Regions from separate parts of the Canis lupus genome. Here region 2 is linked to region 1. A link is a contact called in public Hi-C data. All regions are on one chromosome and are shown on one strand. The core of a region is the stretch at or near the end of the contact, and the rest is flanking DNA. Distances in the headings are between cores, read along the strand shown. Region 1 overlaps STK38 (serine/threonine-protein kinase 38). Region 2 holds the start of CDKN1A (cyclin-dependent kinase inhibitor 1).

Evidence for each region. A called contact is a pair of places that touch in the nucleus more often than the background predicts.
Region 2: a contact with region 1 is called in a Hi-C map of blood, with 2.3 times the contacts expected there. The contact joins the promoter of CDKN1A here to the enhancer-like site in region 1. A contact is called at or near these places in 2 of 9 Hi-C or Micro-C datasets (amygdala and blood).

Annotation. Positions count from the first base shown.
Region 1 is chr12:5,797,575-5,803,218 of UU_Cfam_GSD_1.0, reverse strand. STK38 (serine/threonine-protein kinase 38) reads left to right here. Exons shown (of 14, transcript XM_038553875.1): 3 at 3,280-3,331; 4 at 4,227-4,349. Among named protein-coding and RNA genes, the nearest start is that of STK38, 17 kb to the left of the region's middle. Within about 2 kb of position 2,723, at least 3 of the 20 cell types and tissues checked have an H3K27ac peak or open chromatin away from gene starts, as enhancers often do. A contact at or near this core is called in blood, where this site is marked.
Region 2 is chr12:5,926,417-5,932,097 of UU_Cfam_GSD_1.0, reverse strand. CDKN1A (cyclin-dependent kinase inhibitor 1) reads right to left here and starts at 3,869. Exons shown (of 3, transcript XM_038553885.1): 1 at 3,750-3,869.

The DNA of each region.
Region 1 (5,644 bases), core at 1,474-3,973:
GGCCATTTACTTGTGTCATTGCAGTGCCACCATGAATCTAACAAAGTTAACAGTAATTTCTTCATGTCATCTCATAGAGGATGTCACTAGTAAGCCTCATTTTAGGTTATGCTTGCCATTTTGGGGGTCTTTAAGGTCTTCATTGGCTTGGGCCCAATAAATTATTACCATGGAGAATTCTGCATGATAGGCTTTTTCTGGATACTTTTTCTAATGAAAGAATCTGATTGTGTTCAAGGAGTTGATTCTAATAACTTTACCCTCAGGTAGGTATTCTACAGAACCCATTTAATTACTCTTGCAAGTATACTCAAGCTACGGAAAACTTCTTAGTTTGAATTAAGATTTAAATATAGTCAGAAGCAACTGTCTCTGGGTCATACTTTGTATGATAGCATATTGGACTTCCCACTCTGGTATGGTCATTCAAAAAAAAAATATAGTCAGAAAGTATGATGGTGTTTGATATTCAAGGCACAAAAAGAGCTGACCATGGTGGAGTTATAGTTCTTGCCATGATGTTTTCTTTCTTTCTTTCTTTCTTTCTTTCTTTCTTTCTTTCTTTCTTTCTTTCTTTCTTTCTTTCTTTCTTTCTTTCTTTCTTAATTTCTTTCTTTCTCCCTTTCTTTCTTCCTTCCTTCCTTCCTTCCTTCCTTCCTTCCTTCCTTCCTTCCTTCCTTCCTTCCTTCTTTCTTTCTTGATTTTATTTATTTATTTGACAGAGCACAAGCAGAGGGAGTGACAGAGGGAGAGGGAGAAGGAGACTCCTTACTGGGCTGGGAGCTCGATGCAGGGCTCAATCTCAGGACTCTGGGATCATGACCTGAGCCGAAGGCAGACACTTAACTGACTGAGCCTCCCAGGTGCCCCTCTTTGATTATTTTTACTTCAACTAATTAACTTATACTCCTGAAAGTACCAGCAGTATAGCCTTATCCTTTTAACACACATGCAGACAAAGATGTGTATCATAAAATATTGTGGGAACTCAGAGAAGTGAAGTAGGCAGACTGGGAACCATGTAGGGTTTTTTTGTTTTTTGTTTTTTAAAGATTTTATTTATTTATTCATGAGAGACACACACAGAGAGAGAGAGAAGACAGAGACATAGGCAGAGGGAGAAGCAGGCTCCAAGCAGGGAGCCTGAGCCACCCAGGGATCCCCATGATCCTGTGGATTTGTAATATGATTTCTAACACAATACAAATTTTAATTACTATTATTGCAATAATTATATATTGACCAAAATTAATTCCATTACCTTCACATGGTCCTTTCTCTGTGTTTCCTGTCTTGGTTGGTGGCATCATTATCCCCCCGCCCATGAGAAAGTCTAAGATTTTTCCTTTGACTCCTACTACCAGTTAGTCATCTTTGTAGTAACCCCCTTTACTTCATTCTGGGTTTCCAGCTCTTGGTCCAGATCTTGACTCTGAAGAATCATTAGGAGAGCTTTCAATTTGCCTTAGTCTTTGTTTGTTGCTTTCCCAGCCAATCCATCAGCTCCTTACTGCTGGCTGTCATTTTAAAACAGAAATCTCATCACATCACTCCTTTACACACCAACCCCTGGCTCGGTCTGTAGCCCTTAGTTGTCTACAGACCGAGCCAGCCCTCTTAGTGTGACATTTGAAGTGCTGTGTGCCTCTGCCACATTAGACTACATGCTGTTGCTTCATGTATTTCCTACTTTCTTTTCTTTTTTTTTTTTTTTTTTTTAAGATTTATTTATGTATTTGAGAGAGTAACAATGTGCATGCCCACAGATTGTGGGGAGGGAGAGGGAGAGCAAGTCTTAAGCAGACTCTGTGCCTAGCTGGAGCCTGACTTGGCCTGATCCAATGACCTTGAGGTCACAACCCCAGCTGAAAACCAAGAGTTGGGCGCTCAACTGGCTGCGGCACCCCAGCACCCTATATTTCCTACTTACATTCTTCCCTGCTCTGTCCACATTGCCTGTTATCTGGAATGCTGATAAGGGATAGAGATCCCAGTCAATATGCTTTCGTTTATTATGCTAAATAAATACAGGTGGAATCAGTTATAAGGAAGTTTTTCTTGTGTCTTTGAGTTTTATCAAGTCAGTATGAGACTATAGATCAAAAATATTCATGGATGGGGATTCCTGGGTGGCTCAGCAGTTTAGCACCTGCCTTTGGCCCAGGGCGTGATCCTGGAGACCCCGGATTGAGTCCCACGTTGGGCTCCCTGCATGGAGCCTACTTCTCCCTCTGCCTGTGTCTCTGCCCCCCCCCCCCCCCGCCCCCCCCTCTGTCTCTCATGAATAAATAAATAAAATCTTTAAAAAAAATATTCGTGGGGCAGCCCCGGTGGTTCAGCAGTTTAGCGCCGCCTGCAGCCCAGGGCGTGATCCTGGAGACCCTGGATCGAGTCACGCTTCGGGCTCCCTGCATGGAGCCTGCTTTTCCCTCTGCCTGTGTCTCTGCCTCTCATTCTCTCTCTGTGTTTCTATGAATAAATAAATAAAATCTTTAAAAAAATATTCGTGGATGCAGTTTTTAAAGTTTAATACTCTACGGATTTAGAGCCTTAAATTTTAACAGTGGTGCCAGTTGCCTGTTTTAATCATTCCTGCCCCCCCCTCCCCCCTTGAATCTCTAAATTCTGCCTTTACTATTGTTTATCACTCTTTGCTTGTGTACGGAGGGGGAGGAAGATGTAAAAATAAAGGAAGTAGATTTCAGTCAGGGACAGAGAGACATCCTGATAGAAGAGGTTATCAAACACCAGCTGTTTGTGGTTTGCTAAGGAGGAAATACTTTTAAAAAAGAGAGAGAACTTTTCATATTGAAATAGGATTCTTTGTTGCATTAATGTCTTATATAGTCTTTTTCAAAATGTAGAACTAACAAAGGGTGGGGATCTTTTTAGTTGTCTTAGTAACTGTAATTTTTTTTTTTTTAAAGATTGATTTATTTTTGAGAGAGAGGGTGTGTATGCATAAGTAGAGAGGGCAGGGGGGAGTTGGGGGTGGCTGGGGCAGAGGGGCAGGGGAGAGGGAGACAGAGAATCTTTATAAACAGATTCCTTGCTGAGGGTGGAGCCTGATGTGGGGCTCTGTCTCACAACTCTGAGATCATGACCTGAGCTGAAACCAAGAGTTGGTAACCCAACAGACTTCACCACCCAGGCAGCCCTGTAATTGTTTTAATGAGGCATTTTGAGATTTACCTGTTTATATCATTAAAAAGATACTATGTTTATATAGACTTTTCAGAAAAGTATTCAGTTATTTCAAATATCTTTATTTATTTTTAGACAAAAGAAGTTAGAAAAAGTGATGGAAGAAGAAGGCCTAAAAGATGAAGAGGTAATTCATATTGGGAAATTTTTCCTTGAACCCAGCATGGCAGATCTTGCCCAGCAAGTTGTTAGCCTTGGAGCATAGGGAAAGGGTCTTGGCTTAGTAACAGAAGAACTTATGAGAGCTGGTGTACTTCTGGATTTAGGTATTTATGCAAAGGGAGAAATTAATTACTAAGTACCAGGGAGAAGAATATTTATCTAGGCACAATTATAGTAAATTAACTAGATTTAGAATTCTAAGAAAGAGATGAGATCACATTAAAATTTAAAAAAGCAAATTATAGCATATTTACAGAAATCATGGGAAAGTCTTTAAGAAGTAGTGCCAATTTCTGAAATCATTATCAAGGCAAAATATCAAATCAGCTCTTCCCCCAATGCCTACAGATGCAGTAGGAAAAAATACAGTTAAACTGTGCAAAGAACTGAAATGAGAGTGGAAATGCTTTCAAAAATAGGAATGAAAAGAAAAATAGGAATGAATCATAGAATCCAGGAAAACCCAAAAAACCCCAACAAACCCAGAAGGAAATTTAAAAAAGCTCATACCCTTTTATTTTATATGCAGAAATTAAAGGAAAACATTGATTGTTTATTCTTCCTTCATTAGAAAAGTTCAAATAGTTGATTGCCAAAGTTGGTAGAGTCCTCAGAGGAGGCAGGCACCCATCTGTTCTCTATGGTTTGGTTATTGTGTCCAAATGCTGGGGAGGGGAGATTTGACCTCTTAAGGGTTCTTCTGTTCCTCTTAAGAACCCTTCTTAAGGGTTCTTCACGTGTGAGAAGGTTGTGCTTAGTCTGTGTGGCCCTGCTTTCCAATCACAAATAAGACTGTTAAGGAGTTGCAGTGTTTTAGTTCCTCCCCTTCCCACCTCTCTTTCCCTTTATTTAAACATTAGAAACGACTGAGGAGATCCGCGCATGCTCGGAAGGAAACAGAGTTTCTTCGTTTGAAGAGAACAAGACTTGGATTGGAAGATTTTGAGTCCTTAAAAGTGATAGGCAGAGGAGCATTTGGTGAGGTAAAAAAAAACACAGCTACTTATCAGATATAAAAACACCACAGAACTTTGAAGCTGCTGACATATTCATGATTCATGATTGTTAATAGAACTGAAATATGGGGTAGATAGGTCAGGCATGCCAGCCCCACATTTTAACTGCTCTCTCTGTCCTTTCTTTCTTTCTCCCTCCCCTGTCCCAGATCTCTGATTATTCTTCTGTTTTGCCAGAGATGATGTTGATGTTCTAAGTATTGATCTAGAGGGAGAGTTGAAAGGTAGAAGGAAATCAATATTTATTATTTACTGAGTGCTTCTCTCCTACAAGAACTCATTTTATGGATGATGAAATTAAGACTCAAGGGGGATATATAATGTTCTGTTGTCACATGGCCATTGAGCAGCAGCCCCAGAAGTTGGGCCCAGGAATTCCTGAATTTTTCTTAAAGTTTTTTTTTTTTCTTTTTTTAAGATTTTATTTATTTATTCATGTGAGACACACACAGAGAGAGGCAGAGACACAGGCAGAGGCTCCCCACGGGGAGCCCGATATGGGACTTGATTCCAGGACCCTGGGATCACAGCCTGAGCCAGAGGCAGATACTCAACCACTGAGCCACTCAGGCATCCCTTTCTTAAAGTTTTTAATCACCCAGTGCTCATGATGACAAAGTGCTCTCCTTAATCCCCATTACCTATTTCACCCATCCTCCTGCTCACCTCCCCTATGGTAACCATCAGTTTATTCTCTGTAGTTGAGAGTCTGTTTCTTGGTTTGTCTCTCTCTTTTTCCTCCTTGACCCATTCTTTTTGTATCTTAAAGGAGTTCCTGATCTTACATAAGCTCTTGCTTTTCCCAGCATCACACTGCCTCTCTAAGAGCAAACTAACAGCATATCTGTACCCTTCATTTCTTCCCCCAGATTGCTATTGCTCTGAAAATAGTTCCAGGAGACAGAATTTATAGAAATAGGTTATGCAGATAGTGGTAGAGAGCTGAAAGCATCTGCAGCTTTGTCCTACCTGGTCTCGTAGATGCATCCTGCTAGGTCATAAGGGCAGTCTGGTGGGGAGGGTTTGAATGAGCCCATGTGAGGTCATCATTGTTAATGGTAAACACCCAAAGTGGACTACTTACTGATGCAATAGTTTCATTAACTTTGTATAAAAGGAGTAGCATATTATTAAAAACCCATACCTAGGGGAAATGTGAGTACCTACTGAGAAGCACAAGTCAAAAAATTAAATTGATCCCTCAGTGTTCAGAATCCCTGTTGGCTCCTGGGGAGAGGGAAAGGTACGGTACTCCCTCTGGA
Region 2 (5,681 bases), core at 2,620-5,119, 130 kb before region 1:
AGTTAAGAGTGAGGGCTCTGGAGCAGGACTGCCTAGGTTGGAATCCAGGCTCCGCTGGGTGACCCTGCACAAATAGCTTAACTTCTCTCAACTCTATTTGCCTCATCTGTAAAATGGAGACAGTAATAGTGAATGTCTCAGAGGACAGATGTGAGGATTAACTGAGTTAACGTAGGTAACAGGCAGAGAAGCAGCTGGTATATAGAAGCTGGTATATAGAAGTGTTATTATTTCTCTGTGTTCAGTTCTGGCTGAGTCTTCCCCCCCTTCCCCCACCACCACCTCCTTCAGACAGCAGCTGACAGGTGCTGTGTGCTGGGGGCCTTTCCCAAGGATGTCATCAGGCGGGAGGCCTGGAGGTGAGGAGGGGCTGGGCAGGGCAGGCCAGGGTGATGATTTCTCCCAGGCTGAGCCACATCCTGCCAGGCACATCAGGTGATCTGAAGTCTAGACAGCCTGGAAGCCTCTGCCTGTGTTAGCTGCATCTGAGGAACCCGTTTTGCGGGCAAAGAAAATTAGAGTTGACCGGTCTACCTGGTTCCTCTCCTTTCACTTCAGAAGAGGGAAAACCGAGGGTGAGTTTGCTCATGACGAAGTGCTGGCACCTACCTGCCCTGCTCTGGCCTGACTCCAGGGCTGAGCGGCTTTGCAACCTTGGCAGGGACTGGCTTTTCCCCCGAGGACAAGTCCTGCTTTGCAGGCTCTGAGGGTGAAAGCTCTGCTGAGTGACCTCCTGGGGCAGGAAGCCCTGGACCCTTGCCACAGCTCCCCCTCCCCACCCCACCTCCCACAGCTTATAGGAGAGAGGACACATTAGGTGACCTCAGACCAAGTTTAAAGGGCAAGCGTTTAGAGAGATACGAGGCTTGCCCCCAAATCAGAAAACTAAAAAGGCCAAGGGCCACTGCCCCATAGAGGGGTTACACAGCACAGTGGGCGGAGCCCTCAAATAACCTTCACCCACTCTCTTTAGGGCAAGCATCAGGATTTATTTATATATTTTTATGTGCCAGGGGCTGTTCTAAGTTAATAAATATTAATTTTCCTAAAGAGTGGGTATATTGGTCTTTTTTTTTTTTTAACAGAAGAAGTAACTAAGACCTCAGAGAAGTAAAGTAACTTGCCCGAGGTCACATGGCTCACAAGTGGCACAGCCAGGATTTGAACCCAGGCCTGTTTATCCTGGGTTCCGTGCTCTGGTGTTCATCCTTACTCCCTCTCTAGTTTTGTGTTCCTAACCAGAGGCCCAGCAGAATCACTTAGGGAGCTTTTTAAAAAATACAGGTTGATAGGTCCCTCTCTTCCCAGAATAACTCAAACTAAAGGGGATTTAAGCCCCTGGTTGGCTCAGCAGTTGAGCATCTGCCTTCGGTGCAGGGCCTGATGCCGGAGTTCAAGGGTAGAGTCCCACAGCCGGTTTCCCGCAGGGAGCCTGCTTCTCCCTCTGCCTGTGTCTCTGCCTCCTCTGTGTGTCTCTCATGAATAAATAAATAAATAATCTTAAAAAATAATAAAATAAAGGGGATTTAAGCAGGTGTTTGGCAGTTCCCCATATGGGCACTCTTGGGGTGCCTTTCAAGAGAGGATACACAGGATGGCCTCACTGGCACAAGGAGGAGGAGCCTGCCTTGGCTTTTCACCAGGAGGCTGAGTATTCCCAGGCTTCTAGGCGCTCAAGATGGGACCAGAATCCAGGCAAGGATCCTCTCTCCTACCACCCTATGGCCCTCATAGGCTCCTCATCAAAATCTGATCTCATTCCCATTATCGTAACTCCCAGTTCAGAGAAAAGTCAAATATAAACCCTTATTTCACAAACAACCGAGAATAGCATCCTTGGTTGGCCTTCGTGTCTTAGACTTCAGCCAGTTTTAATTCCGAAGTAACCAGTAAGCACTGAGCACCCCGCGATGAGCCAACGGGTCATGCTTTTTCAGGGGCGTTCGCAGCTGCGGCTCAGGCTCAGCCGCGGCGCAGCGAGGCGGGAAGGGAAGGCGGGCTTGCTACTCGCTTCGGGGCCGGACGGGGGCGCCGGTCTCCAGGAAATCACGCGCAGGGTCGGCGTGTGGGCAGAGCCGCGAGCCGCCGCCGCGAGCAGCGATGAGTCAGTTTCCTGCGGAGCGCTCCCCGCCCGCCACAACTCTGCGTGCGCTCGGGCTGCAGCGTCACCCTCGGGTGGGGAGGGGAGGCGGGGGGCGGACCGGGGGGCGGACCGGGGGCCGCGAACACGTCACGCTGAGCCAGCCAGGCTTCCGAAAGCCCCGCCACTGTTGGAAAAACGCGCGCGCCTCCGTGACACACACACACACACACACACACACACTCCGCACGCAGAGGCGCGCAGAGGTTTGGTCCCTCCACCTTATCTCCACGCCCAAAGCACGGGATGAGTCAGATCCCTGGAAAATAAAAATAGACGAAAGCAAGGAAAACAGAACCGCTCGACAGTCCTCGAACCGCGACGTGGAGGCAGGGAAGGGGGGGCAGGGAGGGAGCCGCCCGGGCACCCCAAAGCGCCAAACCCAATTCCAAGATTCTTTTCCGCAAGAGGCGGGCGCCCGTGTCCCCCGAGGGCCCCCGACGGGGGGGGGGGTGCACGGTGGCCCGCGCTGGGCGGCGGCGCCCAAAGGACGGCTCGTCCTCTCGCTGCGCGCTGAGCAGTCGCCCTCGGACAGGGCAGTTTGGCGAGGGGCGCCGGGAGCCCCCGGATGTGGCCGTCAGGGTGGGACCAGCCTCCAGATGGGACCTCTCCGGGTCCCTCGCCCCGCGCGTGGGCTGCACGCCCCGCGGCCCCGCGGCGCAGGTCTCCCCTCCCGCTGCGGAATGCGGCGCCCCGACCCCAGGGCAGGCGGGGCGCGAAGGAGGACAGGTGTGTCCGACCCCTGTTCTTCTCCCACGGGCCGGCTGGAGCGAGCCCAGCCCGCGCAGGGCCACCGCTCCGGGTCCCCGAGGGCGCGCTGCGAGGCGGGGACCGGACACCCAGTCCTGGACCTCCCGATGTCCCGGCTTCCCTGAGAACACTTTGTGCCAGCCAAACAGTCACTGTGCCGATCGGGGCACAGACACCCGGGGCGGGGAGGAAGCCGACTTCTGGGGCGCCACTGTCCCCCAGCCCGGGCGGGGCTCTGACCGCACCCGTCCCATTTCCCGGGGTCTCCTTGTCACCGTGAGTCACCTCCTCGATTGCCCTGAAAGGATGTGTCCCAACACGTTCCCAAGGACCGGGGGGGGTACGCCGCCCGCGCTGACCTCAGCGCCCAGCCGGTGGCGGACGCGGAGGCGTCGGGGACCCCGGCCGCAGGGGTCTGGGCGGAGACGGCGCGGATTGGATCGCAGCCGCCGGGAGCGGAGGGCGGTGAACCTGCCGGGCTCGGCGTTCCCCGCCCCTCCGGGGGCTCCGCGCCCGGGGGCTCCCTCCGCGCGCCGCCGGGGGCCTGGGGCGCGCGAGTCCACGCCTCCCCTGGCTCCAGGGCGGGGGGCGCGGCAGGGGATCCCCCGCTCTGCTGCGCTCCCGCCGCCCCGGGCTTCCGACACAGCCCGACCTCCGGCACAAGCGCACCTTCCGGAGACACCCGTGGGAGCCGAGCCCAGCCCCACGCGCCGACCCACGCACGTCATTCACCTGTGAAGACGGCACGCGCACGCACACACTCACCCGCTGGGACACTAACACACACACACGAGGCGGACACCTCGGCCGGGCTCCGAGCCGCCGGCCCAGGCCCCCTCGCCGGCCACAACGCCCTCACCTCCTCCGAGGGTCTCCGGCTCCGCGAATCCGCGCCCGCCTCCGCTCTCCAAGCCACCGTCTCCCGCAGCAGCTCGCGAGCTGGCACCGCCCGGTGCCGCCTTATATAGGGACCGGCCGCCCCGCCCCCAGGCCTGGCACCGCCCCTTCTGCCGCCGTCCGCCGCCGCAGCTCGCAACTCGCCGGCGGCTGGAGACCTCCGAAGTCAGACGCCTACACCGCGGGCTGCAGGGGGGCGCTTCCCTCCCCGCCCCGCGCCCCGCGCCCGGCGCCCCGCGCCCCGCGCCTGGGTCCCTGTGCTTGACATGTTTCCCCACTAACTGAGCCACAGACCGGGGTTGTTTTCGCTGGGTTGGGAGTTGGCACTCCCCACGAAGGGATGGCATTCTTAGGATGAGCCCTTCTTCTGGCCCCGAGAAGATCACGAGGGGTGACATTCATAGATAACACTCCATAAATAAAAGCATAAAGGATGTGCCTCGCTCGGCGATTTCCAGAAAAGCCCACTATACCGCCAGTCTTCCCACAGACCCCTCACTAGACCGCCTCTTCCCAAGCACCCAGACACGCCAACAAAGCATCTTGGAGACCAGAACCGGATTCGATCCCCCTTCTTTCACAGATGAAGAAATTAAGGACCTCAGGACTAAACGGATGCAAAGTTGTTGCTCGCCCAATGCCCCCGGGGAAGGAGGGAATGGGGAATACTCAGAAAAGGTCAACCAGGTCTCCAGGGGAAAGCAGGAAATGGGGGAAATTGGACATTGAACCAACCTCCCTACCCCTCCTCCTCGTGCCCACATCCACCTCCTTCTCACCTCAACAATAGAGATCTCTATGATTGCAACAGATTTTTTTTATTTTTTTATTTATTTATGATAGTCACACACACAGGGAGAGAGAGGCAGAGACACAGGCAGAGGGAGAAGCAGGCTCCATGCACCGGGAGCCCGACGTGGGATTCGATCCCGGGTCACCAGGATCGCGCCCTGGGCCAAAGGCAGGCGCCAAACCGCTGCACCACCCAGGGATCCCGCAACATATTTTTTTTTTTTAGATTTTATTTATTTATTTATTTATTTATTTATTTATTTATTTATTTATTTATTTATGAATGAGACAGAGAGAGAGCAGGAGCAGAGGAAGGGGGAGAAGTAGGGAGAGAGGTAGAAGCAGACTACCTGCTGAGCAAAGAGCCCAACTCCAGGCTGGATACCAAGACCCCAAAATCATGAAGCAAAGACAGATGCTAAACCAACTGAACTACCCAGGCACCTCTGATTGCAACAGATTTGATAGCTAGGAAGGGGGAAGGACTTGGTTAGCAAATTATCTCCTGGATATTCCCCCGCACAATCCGCTTACGCTGCTGGGAACACTGAGGCTCAGAGAAGTTCAGTGACCTGACTCAGGTCACACAGCAAATAAACAGCTATAATTGGAGCATAGGCCCAGTGCCTCTCAGAGCTCTCTGCTCATTGCCCTCTCTATTTAAGTGGCTCTAGAAAGAGGGAAACCCCCAGCACTCCTCATTTTCAGGCAGTGTACTGAGGTGGCATTGATGAAAGACAATTCTGGAAATGTCCACTGGTGCTTGCCGCTGGTACAAAAGCAAGCGAGGTGCCCATTTCCTCCCACCCACTTGCCACCACTAGCCCCTCTTGTACTTCTTTTTTGCCTCCTTCTTTCACTTAATATAGTTGTAGTTTTGCTTTTAAAAAATTGCGGGGAACAGAGGAGGGTGCCTGGCTGGCTCAGTCAGGAGAGAATGTGACTCTTGATTTCAGGGTCTGACTTCAAGCCCCTTGTTGGGCATAGAGCTTACTTTTAAAAAATAAAAGAAATATAGGGAGCCTGGGTGGCTCAGGGGCTGCGCATCTGTTTTGGCTTGGGTCGAGATCCTGGGGTCCTGGGATCAAGGCCCACATCAGGC